Linked DNA regions of Nomascus leucogenys: region 1 is linked to region 2. A link is a contact called in public Hi-C data. All regions are on one chromosome and are shown on one strand. Each heading gives the region's core, a stretch centred on a gene start, on an enhancer-like site or on the middle of the called end of the contact. The rest is flanking DNA. Distances are from core to core; before and after follow the strand shown. Region 1 has its middle 65 kb from the start of CALCA. Region 2 overlaps PSMA1 (proteasome subunit alpha type-1).

The links. Hi-C and Micro-C count contacts between places; a contact is called where the count stands out from the background.
Region 1: a contact with region 2 is called in a Hi-C map of an unstated tissue, with 2.9 times the contacts expected there. The contact joins two enhancer-like sites. A contact is called at or near these places in 2 of 4 Hi-C or Micro-C datasets (a lymphoblastoid cell line and an unstated tissue).

Annotation. Positions count from the first base shown.
Region 1 is chr15:75,829,022-75,833,720 of Asia_NLE_v1, forward strand. No RefSeq gene overlaps it. Among named protein-coding and RNA genes, the nearest start is that of CALCA, 65 kb to the right of the region's middle. Within about 2 kb of position 2,395, the one cell type or tissue checked has an H3K27ac peak away from gene starts, as active enhancers do. A contact at or near this core is called in a lymphoblastoid cell line, where this site is marked.
Region 2 is chr15:75,469,723-75,474,527 of Asia_NLE_v1, forward strand. All of the region lies in intron 2 of PSMA1 (proteasome subunit alpha type-1), which reads right to left. Among named protein-coding and RNA genes, the nearest start is that of COPB1, 34 kb to the left of the region's middle. Within about 2 kb of position 3,524, the one cell type or tissue checked has an H3K27ac peak away from gene starts, as active enhancers do. A contact at or near this core is called in a lymphoblastoid cell line, where this site is marked.

The sequences.
Region 1 (4,699 bases), core at 1,145-3,644, 360 kb after region 2:
GCCCAAATCTCACTTTCAGGACTGAGACTTGCATTCCTCCAGCCTCACTGGAGTATGGTGGCTGAGAGCTCTCAGATGAGTCACTTTCTGGGAATGGCTCTCAGCCAGAGGGAGTTGTGTTGATCAAAGTCTAGATCCTTCCTGGGAAAAATTCTCATTGAATGCATGATTGAGGGCAGGGCAAGCTACATAATTTGCAAAGTCCAATGAAAAATGAAAATATGGGTCCTCTTACTCCAAAATTATCAGGAACTTCATGACAGTAATAGCAGAGCATTAAACTAAGCATGGAGCCCTTGTGAGTATAGGGGCCCTGTGTGATTGCACAGATCATATGCCAATAAAGCTGGCCCTATTCCAGTGAGGCATAAAGGGTCAGGCTGGTTGCTTGAAGCTGGAAGAACTCTGAAGTCCTAGCCCAGCTCTAGAGCTCCCTGTGAGACAGGTCTTTCCTGTACAGTTCAACTTTTCTTTCTGCCCATTCCTACTTTCTTCACTCCCTTATAGGTGTTGATACCAGGGATTCCTCCCAATTACCTTTTGGCACACAAATCTCCAACTAAGAGTTTGCTTCCCCTGGAATCTTACATAACACACTATTGTTAATGCAAAATAAATGAGCATAAAATACAGGAAGAAAATACAGTAATTGTATAAGAATAATTTCTTTCTCTTCTGAATTTTACTGTATATGCTTACATGACATTTAAAATAAAAATAAGTTCCAATTTAAAAATGATACTTCTAAAAAAATACACAAAAGAAATGAAAGCATAGACTCAAATAGATAATTGTACACCAATTTCATAGCAGCATTATCAACAATAGCCAAAAGGTGAAAACCACCTAAATATTCATCAACATATAAAATAATGAACAAAATGTCATATATACATATGCAATGGTATATTATTTAGCCTTAAAAAGGAATAAAATCCTGTCACATGCTACAATATGATGAATCCTGAGGACATTATGCTAAGTGAAAGCCAGACACAAAAGGACAAATATTGTAGGATTTTACTTATATGAGGCACCCAGAATAGGGAAACTCATACAGACAGAAAGTATAATAGAAGTTACCAGGGGCTGGTAGAAGGAATAGTGGGGATTATTGTCAAATAAAGTTTCCATTGGGATGACGAACAAATTCTGGAAATGGATAATGATGATGATTTGCACAACATTGGGAATATAATTATTGCCACTGAACTGTATGATTAAAAGTGTTAAAATGGTGTTAAAAGGATTCTGTTCCTGCTTAGAATTTCAAAAGCAACAGAAGCATATCACTCCCACCCTAACAATGAGAAAAACCTGAATAATCTATAAAATCATAATTTTTTGGACCCACCAGAAAGCTGAAGTCACAAGGCAAACTGAGTCACAAAGTATACTGATTCAAAAGGGTAACAAGCTCCTCCAAGAAGAAATGGATCACATGAATTGCTTCAACTTTGGAAGAAGAGGTGGTACTTGTAAAAGCTGGTAAGCAGGACTGGATTTGAGCGAATGCGTGTGTGGGCATCATCCAATTGGTTGAGAGATTGATAGAACAAAAAGATTGGGGAAGGTTGGATTCCTAGCCCTGTCAGATCCTATTTCAAGTTTAGATACGTTCTTTGTCCTGGATGTTTTTGCACTCGTTTTTATCATTAAAGGCATTACGTTAAAATATTACTCTGGATTCCTGAGATTTTTGGCACCCCTTTACATTTTGCAATGGAAACAAGTGCCTCACTCATCTCACCCCAGTTCGGGCCTTGCAGGGCACTTTTATAGAGAAACTAATTTTGTTCACCAAATAAAACGAAGCTAGTCTTTGCCCCAGCAGTTTGCTTTCCCAGGTAAGGAGAGATCAGATATAAAATGTAGATGTGCTCTGGATTTATTCTTGGTTGAGGATTGCACCAGGCAGCAGCAACAAAACGATTTTGATTTGCTGAGTTCGAATCTAATTGATCCACACAGGTTTCCCTATTGCTCGGTATGCTTAGGTCTGGCGTGGCCCACTGGCTTCTGACAGGGTGGCTTTTATTTTGGAAGTCTGAGGACGCACTGGACGGTCGCCACATGGGGATTTCTGGTCGAGCAGTTTTCAGAGAATGAAATCAGTTCCTTCGCGCTTTTCCTGGGAGCATTTGCTGAGCGCCAGACTTAGAAAAGTTCGCCTTTCTAGGCCCAGATTGCACAAGGGGCAAGCAAAGCGTCAGAACAGCGCCCCCTGTCGGCGGCGAAGGCGTGGCGGCCCGCGGACCGGCGGACCCCGGGGCATACCCGCCGTCCGGGTGCACAGGCCCAGGGGCCCCACGACCTCGGTTGTCGGGACCGTGGGCTCCACTCAGGAGCCCACCGAATCCTTCGGCCTGACCAGGCGGGGGGTCTTCTTCCCAGTCCGCGGAAGCCAGGTCCAGGAGACGGCGGGGCTCGCTGTGCCTCCGGACCTACACTCTGCTCGTGGCCCGATCTCTGCAAAGCGTCCACTTTGGAAAGAAGTTTCACTTGCAGGGAAGGCGTGTGTACACAATGATGGTCCGTGTGTCCGGGATGTGAATGCCAACCAAGACTGCGTCCGTTGGAGTGTGCGCGAGTCCTCCACGAGGGTGCTTCTGGCAGTCACAGTTCACGAGTTAGCGAGAAGATGGCTGGGAGGAGGCGAGCCCCCGCCCCCGGGGCACGCATTTCGAACTCCATAGGTATGGGTGAGTTGGTTAGCACTGATGAGAGTGCTTGTCCTTATCTGAGTACAGACACCTGGTAACCTTCGGGCCTGCAGAGGCCCCTGTGCTCCTTTGGAGGGCGCTGCAGGACGGGCTGGGGTGCATCCGGGCCTTTACCCCAGGTAGCCGGCAAGTGAACTGGCCTGGATTGGCCGGCCCAGGGCACCTCCACACACACAGCTCCGCGGCACAAGGTAGCTGTGCAAAACGGTCTCTAGAGGGGCTGCCCTCGCCCTGATGGATGGGCAGGAAGGCGTGTGCATGCGTGTGTGTGTGTGTGTGTGTGTGTGTGTGTGTGTGTGTGTGTGTTCGCGCGCGCGTTGTGGTGCAGCCAGCCGGTCGTAGGCTGCGGTGAAAGGTGGCTTGTTATTCTGGGAGGGGGCACAGCAAAGGGTTTCACTTCCCCTGGGTGAGCCTTCTGGGGGTGCTGTCTTGGGCAGAGCGCCAGCCCCAGTGGTACCACTGCTGGGGAGCCCGCTGGGGTCCGAGTCCGCCCACTGTGGGGCTGTTATCTGCTCTTGCCATTAGCCCCGCCCGTTCTCTGCATTTCCCCTGGTCTCTCTCCTTTGATCTGGAGGCGCTGTTTCAAGGGCTGTCAGTCTCTGGAAGGGTAAATTCTGTTCCGGTCATTCTTCCAGTGGGCCCTTATCCCTAATCCTCCCTCTCCTCTCGCCTGCTCCCTTGGAGGCGAGCTCCCTGTTTGGGGCGGTCACGGCTCCGCGGCGTACCCTGCGCGAGGAGAGGCCCACTTCGGTGGCAACCTGAGCTGGGTCCAACGCTACGGTGTGTGCCCCTTGGGGAACAGTCCCTAAATCAGGGCAGGGTAGCAGGCGATCCCAAGGAGATAGGTTTGTCCAGGGGTCTGGCCTTCTAGAGAGGGATGAGGCACCCGCATCTACGTTCAGGTGAAGCTGCGGAGCTTAGTCCCTACAGACAGCCGGGCTGTCTGAGAGCAAGAGCCTTGGCTCTGTACCTGTCATTAAATGTTCCTGGGACTAGGAACGTGCAGAGCAGTGTGTGTGTGTGTGTGTGTGTGTGTGTTTCTCTGGGCTATTGAAATAACGACCTTGCCCCGGGAAAGATAACCCCAGCTGTCTAAGTGCCTAAGGAGGGAGACAATGAGCCTGCCTTCTTCAGCCATATTGGGCAGAAAGCCTTCCTGGTAGACTAGACCCACAGGATGGGACTAAGGCCCTTCAACCCCAAGCGGAACCCGGCACCCTCAGGCCTGGACATCTCTCCCTGCTCTGTCAAGCTTCCAAACCATTTATATTCATGAATGCCTTCAAACTTGAAGGCACCCCATTGGGGCAATGAGGCCTAGATAGTGTCCAGTTACTTGCCTGAGGTTACACAGGAACAGAGGCAGCACAGGAAACCTGGCCTCTAGCCACTCTGCCACACCAACCTCTTGGGGAAGGGCCCCAAAAGACACGAGGAACCCTAGGAGACATTCTAGAGAGCCCCCTGAACAAACGCAGAGCTGTGTGGAGCCTGGAGTTTTAAATTCCTATGAAGAACAAAGCCAAGGCAGACTACAGGAGGGGCAACTGAATCCCCTACATGTTCTAGGCCCTGGGGAAGGGTGCATAGAGAGATATTTCATGGGGAGGTGTGAAGGGATGGAAAGACTTGGAAAGGGGGCCTGAAGCCTGAGGAGACTTGGGGACTCCTAGTTAGGAAGTGCCTTTGGAAAAGCTATGGAAAATGGGCAGAGCCCAAGACATCCTCTAAAGAGTCCAGGATAGATGGGAAGAAGGATCTAGGCTGGTGGGCATGGTAGGGAAGAAAGCAGGTATTTAGGGCAGAAGCTCTAACCCACTCACTAGAAGGCGAGAGAAACCCCTAATATACCAGGTTACCTCAAACGATTGAAAAAAGCCGTGACAGTGACCCCAGCTGGGGATTAACTGACTTGCCTAAAGGCGGCATCATTTTTCTTGTTACATAGAGCCAACGAAGGCTCCCAGAAGTTCTCC
Region 2 (4,805 bases), core at 2,274-4,773:
ATGGTGGTGCATGCCTGTAACCCCAGCTACTTGGGAGGCTGAGGCAGGAGAATCACTTGAACCCAGGAGGTGGAGGTTGCGGTGAGCCAAAATTGTGCCACTGCACTCCAGACTGGGCAACAAGAGCAAAACTCTGCCTCAAAAATAAATAAATAAATACAGACATAAATAAAATAAAATAAAAATTAATATCTCAAAATAAACTGCCACAAAAAATTTGTATCAAATTATATATGATTCTTTTTAAACCTGCTTTTCTATGTAAACATTAAACCACGAACATTTCTTCATGTCACATGCTTTAAATGTCTATATAACTATAAGGTATTATATCATATAAATGTTTCATAATTTATTTGACTAATATTTGATAGCCTTTAAACAGCTTGCTTTAAACTAGCCTTGTCTGCACCCACTCCCACCTTTATAAAATTTTAATTTTATTTGTTTATTTTTAGGACAGGCTCTTGCTCTGTTGCCCAGGCTGGAGTGCAGTGGTGATCAAAGTTCACTCCTGGGCTCAAGCAACTCTCCTGCCTCAGCCTCTGGAGTAGCTGGGTCTACAGGAGTGAGCCACTGTGCTGACCATTTTTTTTTTTTATTACTGTGTTTTTTCCCTTTCAATACTATCCATCTGGAGAAGGGAGAATATCCTGAGAATATATTTTCCAATATGTGTAACATGTATATACATCGTGTGTACATATGCATATTTAAAAAAATTTTAAAAACAAACAAACCTGAGTATAGGAGGCCAGGCGGGGTGGCTCACGCCTGTAATCCCAGCACTTTGAGAGGCCGAGGTGGGCGGATCACATGAGGTCAGGAATTCAAGACCAGCCTGGCCAACATGGCAAAACCCCGTCTCTACTAAAAATACAGAATTAGCGGGCATGGTGGCAGACGCCTGTAATCCCAGCTACTAGGGAGGCTGAGGCAGGAGAATTGCTTGAACCCGGGAGGCGGAGGTTGCAGTGAGCCGAGATTGCACCACTGCATCCAGCCTGGGCGACAGAACGAGACTCCATCTCAGGAAAAACAAACAAACAAACAAACAAACAAAAAACCCAAAAAAACCCTGGTATTTTAGAAGCTTTTTATTTTTAACTGGTTATTCAGAAGCTAAGGTTTTTTTTTTCTGGCAACAGCTAACACTTGGAATAGAGCAAGCTGGAATAGACATAATCGGGAAGAATAACAATTTAGAGTTATATCTAAACTGTATAATATAATTTTCCTCCCTCAGTGTGTGACTAAAAGAGAGGCCTGTACAAAAGCCATGGCACACTTGAGTTGTTTAGAAATATTTTTTTTCAGAAATTAAGCAATTATTACAGACTGTCATCTAGATAGTTGAGTAACAATGAATCTTACATGTTCATGGGAAACTTTCTTTTTCTTTCTTTTTTTTTTTTTTTTTTTGAGACGGAGTTTTGCTCTTGTTGCCCAGGCTAGAGTGCAATGGCACGATCTCGGCTCACCGCAACCTCTGCCTCCAGGGTTCAAGAGGTTCTCCTGACTCAGCTTCCCAAGTAGCTGGGATTACAAGCATGCGCCACCACACCCAGCTAATTTTTGTATTTTTAGTAGAGACAGGGGTTTCAAGCTGGTCTCGAACTCCCAATCTCAGGTGATCCGCCCACCTCAGCCTCCCAAAGTGCTGGGATTACAGGCGTGAGCCACCCCGCCCAGCCATTCATGGGAAAATTTCAGTTCAGCTTTTATTAGGATTTTTTTAATTCTAAAAAAATCCTGAAATAACTAATAATGGTCTTTAAATTGGAGAATTAGTGTTGTTTTTCTGTTCCATTCTTCCTGCAGGATACCTCTATTGATCAATTTTGCAAATGCTGGTTAAGAATCAGGGTGTATCCTGATCCAAATCCCCAAATCATGCTTTGAGGAGTTGAAAGCCATTAAAACCTCAAGAAACCAAATATCTCTTTTGTTGGTCCACAGGTAGGGCTTTTATATAAGAGCCACTCTGAAGTGTCCAGCCAAGCACTTTTAGCCACCAATATATATGCATAGAAGGTAATAATGAAAAGAACAGGTTTTGGAGCCAGACATTTCTCATTCCTTCAAAAAATATTTGCTGATCACCTTACTATATACTAAGCATTATTACTAACAATAATAACTGTTATTACTAATCCTGGCCAATGTCTTCTTATTTTCAAAATACACCTTTCTTAGGCCGAGCGGTGGCTCACGCCTGTAATCCCAGCACTTTGGGAGGCCGAGGCAGGTGGATCACCTGCGGTCAAGAATTCGAAACCAGCCTGACCAACGTGGCGAAACCCCATCTTTACTAAAAATACAAACATTAGCTGGGCTTGGTGGTGAGCGCCTGTAATCCCAACTACTCGGGAGGCTGAAGCAGGAGAATCGCTTGAACCCAGGGGGCGGAGGTTGCAGTGAGCAGAGATCGTGCCACTGCACTCCAGCCTGGGCGACAGAGCGAGACTCCGACTCCAAAAAACAAACAAACAGAAAAACAAGCAAAAAACCCCAGATATTTCTTCCTCTAATAGGACAAAGGCAGCATTTTTTTTTTTTTTTTTTTTTTTTGAGACGGAATCTCGCTCTGTCTCCCAGGCTGGAGTGCAGTGGCGCGATCTCGGCTTATTGCAAGCTCCGCCTTCTGGGTTCATGCCATTCTCCTGCCTCAGCCTCCCGAGTAGCTGGGACTACAAGCGCCCGCAACCACGCCCGGCTAATTTTGTTTTTGTGTTTTTAGTAGAGACGGGGTTTCACCGTGTTAGTCAGGATGGTCTCAATCTCCTTACCTCGTGATCCGCCCGCCTCAGCCTCCTAAGGTGCTGGGATTACAGGCGTGAGCCACCGCGCCCTGCCAAAGGCAACATTTTTTCGTGTTATGATGGCTTCAGAATTTCTTTTCCTTTAGCTTGTTGCTGGAGTGGCAAGGGCAAGAAGAGAACAGAGACGTTTTATGATGGAAGGAGTATGCTTACAAATAGGCCAAATATTTTCATTTGTTTTATTTCTTTATCTTTCCTCAAGACAAGAGAAAAAATTCAATCCTTAGTCTGCCAATAGACCAATAATTCCTAAGATATTGCTTACAATACAAGTAATATGTCCTTTAAAACTAATGTTTTCTAGAATTTCAGTGGCAAACTAAGTGCGCAGTTCCTTCCTCTACTGCTAGGTGGCAATTAATGCCTTATTTAGAAAAAAAAATTCTTCCTCCCTGACCCCACCACCCTCGCCCAGAAAAATACGTGCATTTTCTCTTCCTTAAGGTAAGACTTCCCTTAAGGATAATATTCTTTTATTCCTGTTTTGTCCAAGTGAATTTACATTCACCTTTTCCTTTAATTGTTAAGAATAACACATACAAATCAAACGCACACTGCAATAGCTAAGGAAGAATAGATCATATCTTTTAAAGAGGGTGGTTTCCAAACTGAGTGTATGTTCATGAATGATACAGAGTAGGAAGTTGCTATAACTTCCCTGCAGGGTTTTTTTTTTCAGTTTCACTAAAGAAAAATTTCCTGGCCCATACTAACATTATGTCTAATGTGATTAATTATAAATGTAACATTATTAAATATAAAATAAAAATAGAGAAGGAAAATAATTTTAAAGACCTAAAGGCAATTTTAATGTGGTAAAATTACTTTTTTTTTTTTTTTGAGACAGAGTATCACTTTGTCACCCAGGTTGGAGTGCAGTGGGGTGATCTCGGCTCACTGCAGCTTCCATCTCCCAGGTTCAAGTGATTCTCATGCCTCAGCCTCCCAAGTAGCTGAAATTACAGATGTGCACTGCCACACCTGGCTAATTTTTGTATTTTTAGTAGAGATGGGGTTTTGCCATGTTGGCCAGGCTGGTCTCGAACTCCTGGCCTCAAGTGATCCGCCTGCCTCGGACTCCCAAAGTGCTGATATTACAGGTGTGAGCCACCACTCCTGGACTAAAATTGCTTTTTAATGTGAACTATGGGAAAAACAACGAAATAAATATTCATAAAAGTAACTGAGGGGGTATAATATAAAATTTTTTTTTTCAGGCAATCTTTCAATATTTATTCCTAGCAAAATTACTTAAAAACTACACATAGTTCCTATGTATTTATAAGTCTAGTGAATCTGGTCTACATTTTTTTCTAAGTATGTTTAATTGTGTGTACATTGCTGTCTCCAACCTTCTTTGCCAAAAAGAATACGTGTAGCGGATGTTTGTTTTATATAAAATTCAAATATTGAATCCCTGTTTAAAGAAGACTCTCAGTTTGGGTCTTAAACTAAAGACTTTTCCCAGGCTGGACTCGATGAAGTCTAAAATCAAAAAGAAAAGCTGCTTCTGGCATTCTAGGCCTTCCCTACATCCAGATGGCCTGTCTGTAGCCTAGCCAGAACCAAACCCTTCCTGCTGCCTTTTCAGCTGGTCTTGGATGACAGCCCCATGCTGCGCCAGCTTCCATATCCCTTAACTCTTGAATGTCCAAGATTTTTAAGAAGAGGTGGGACTTCCCATGTGAATTTGGTTGAAAGGGTAAATCAAGTTTTATACTTGAAGTTTAGTTTGTAAAATATTTATTCACATCACTACCACCAACCCCCTCACAGGCTTCCTCCCACAGTAGCTCAGTCAGCCAATTGGCATCAGAGGGAGCACCGTTTGGAAGGGAGTGTGTGTGGGCAGCTTGCAGGTGAGGACAGGGCTGCCAAGGCAGACCATGCGGTCTGTCCTGTGCCTACACCCAGTACCTGACTTGTGCCTTTCCAGAGCATTTGTATACACACAGCAGTTCTGCTGTTTGGGGTGTGGGTAAT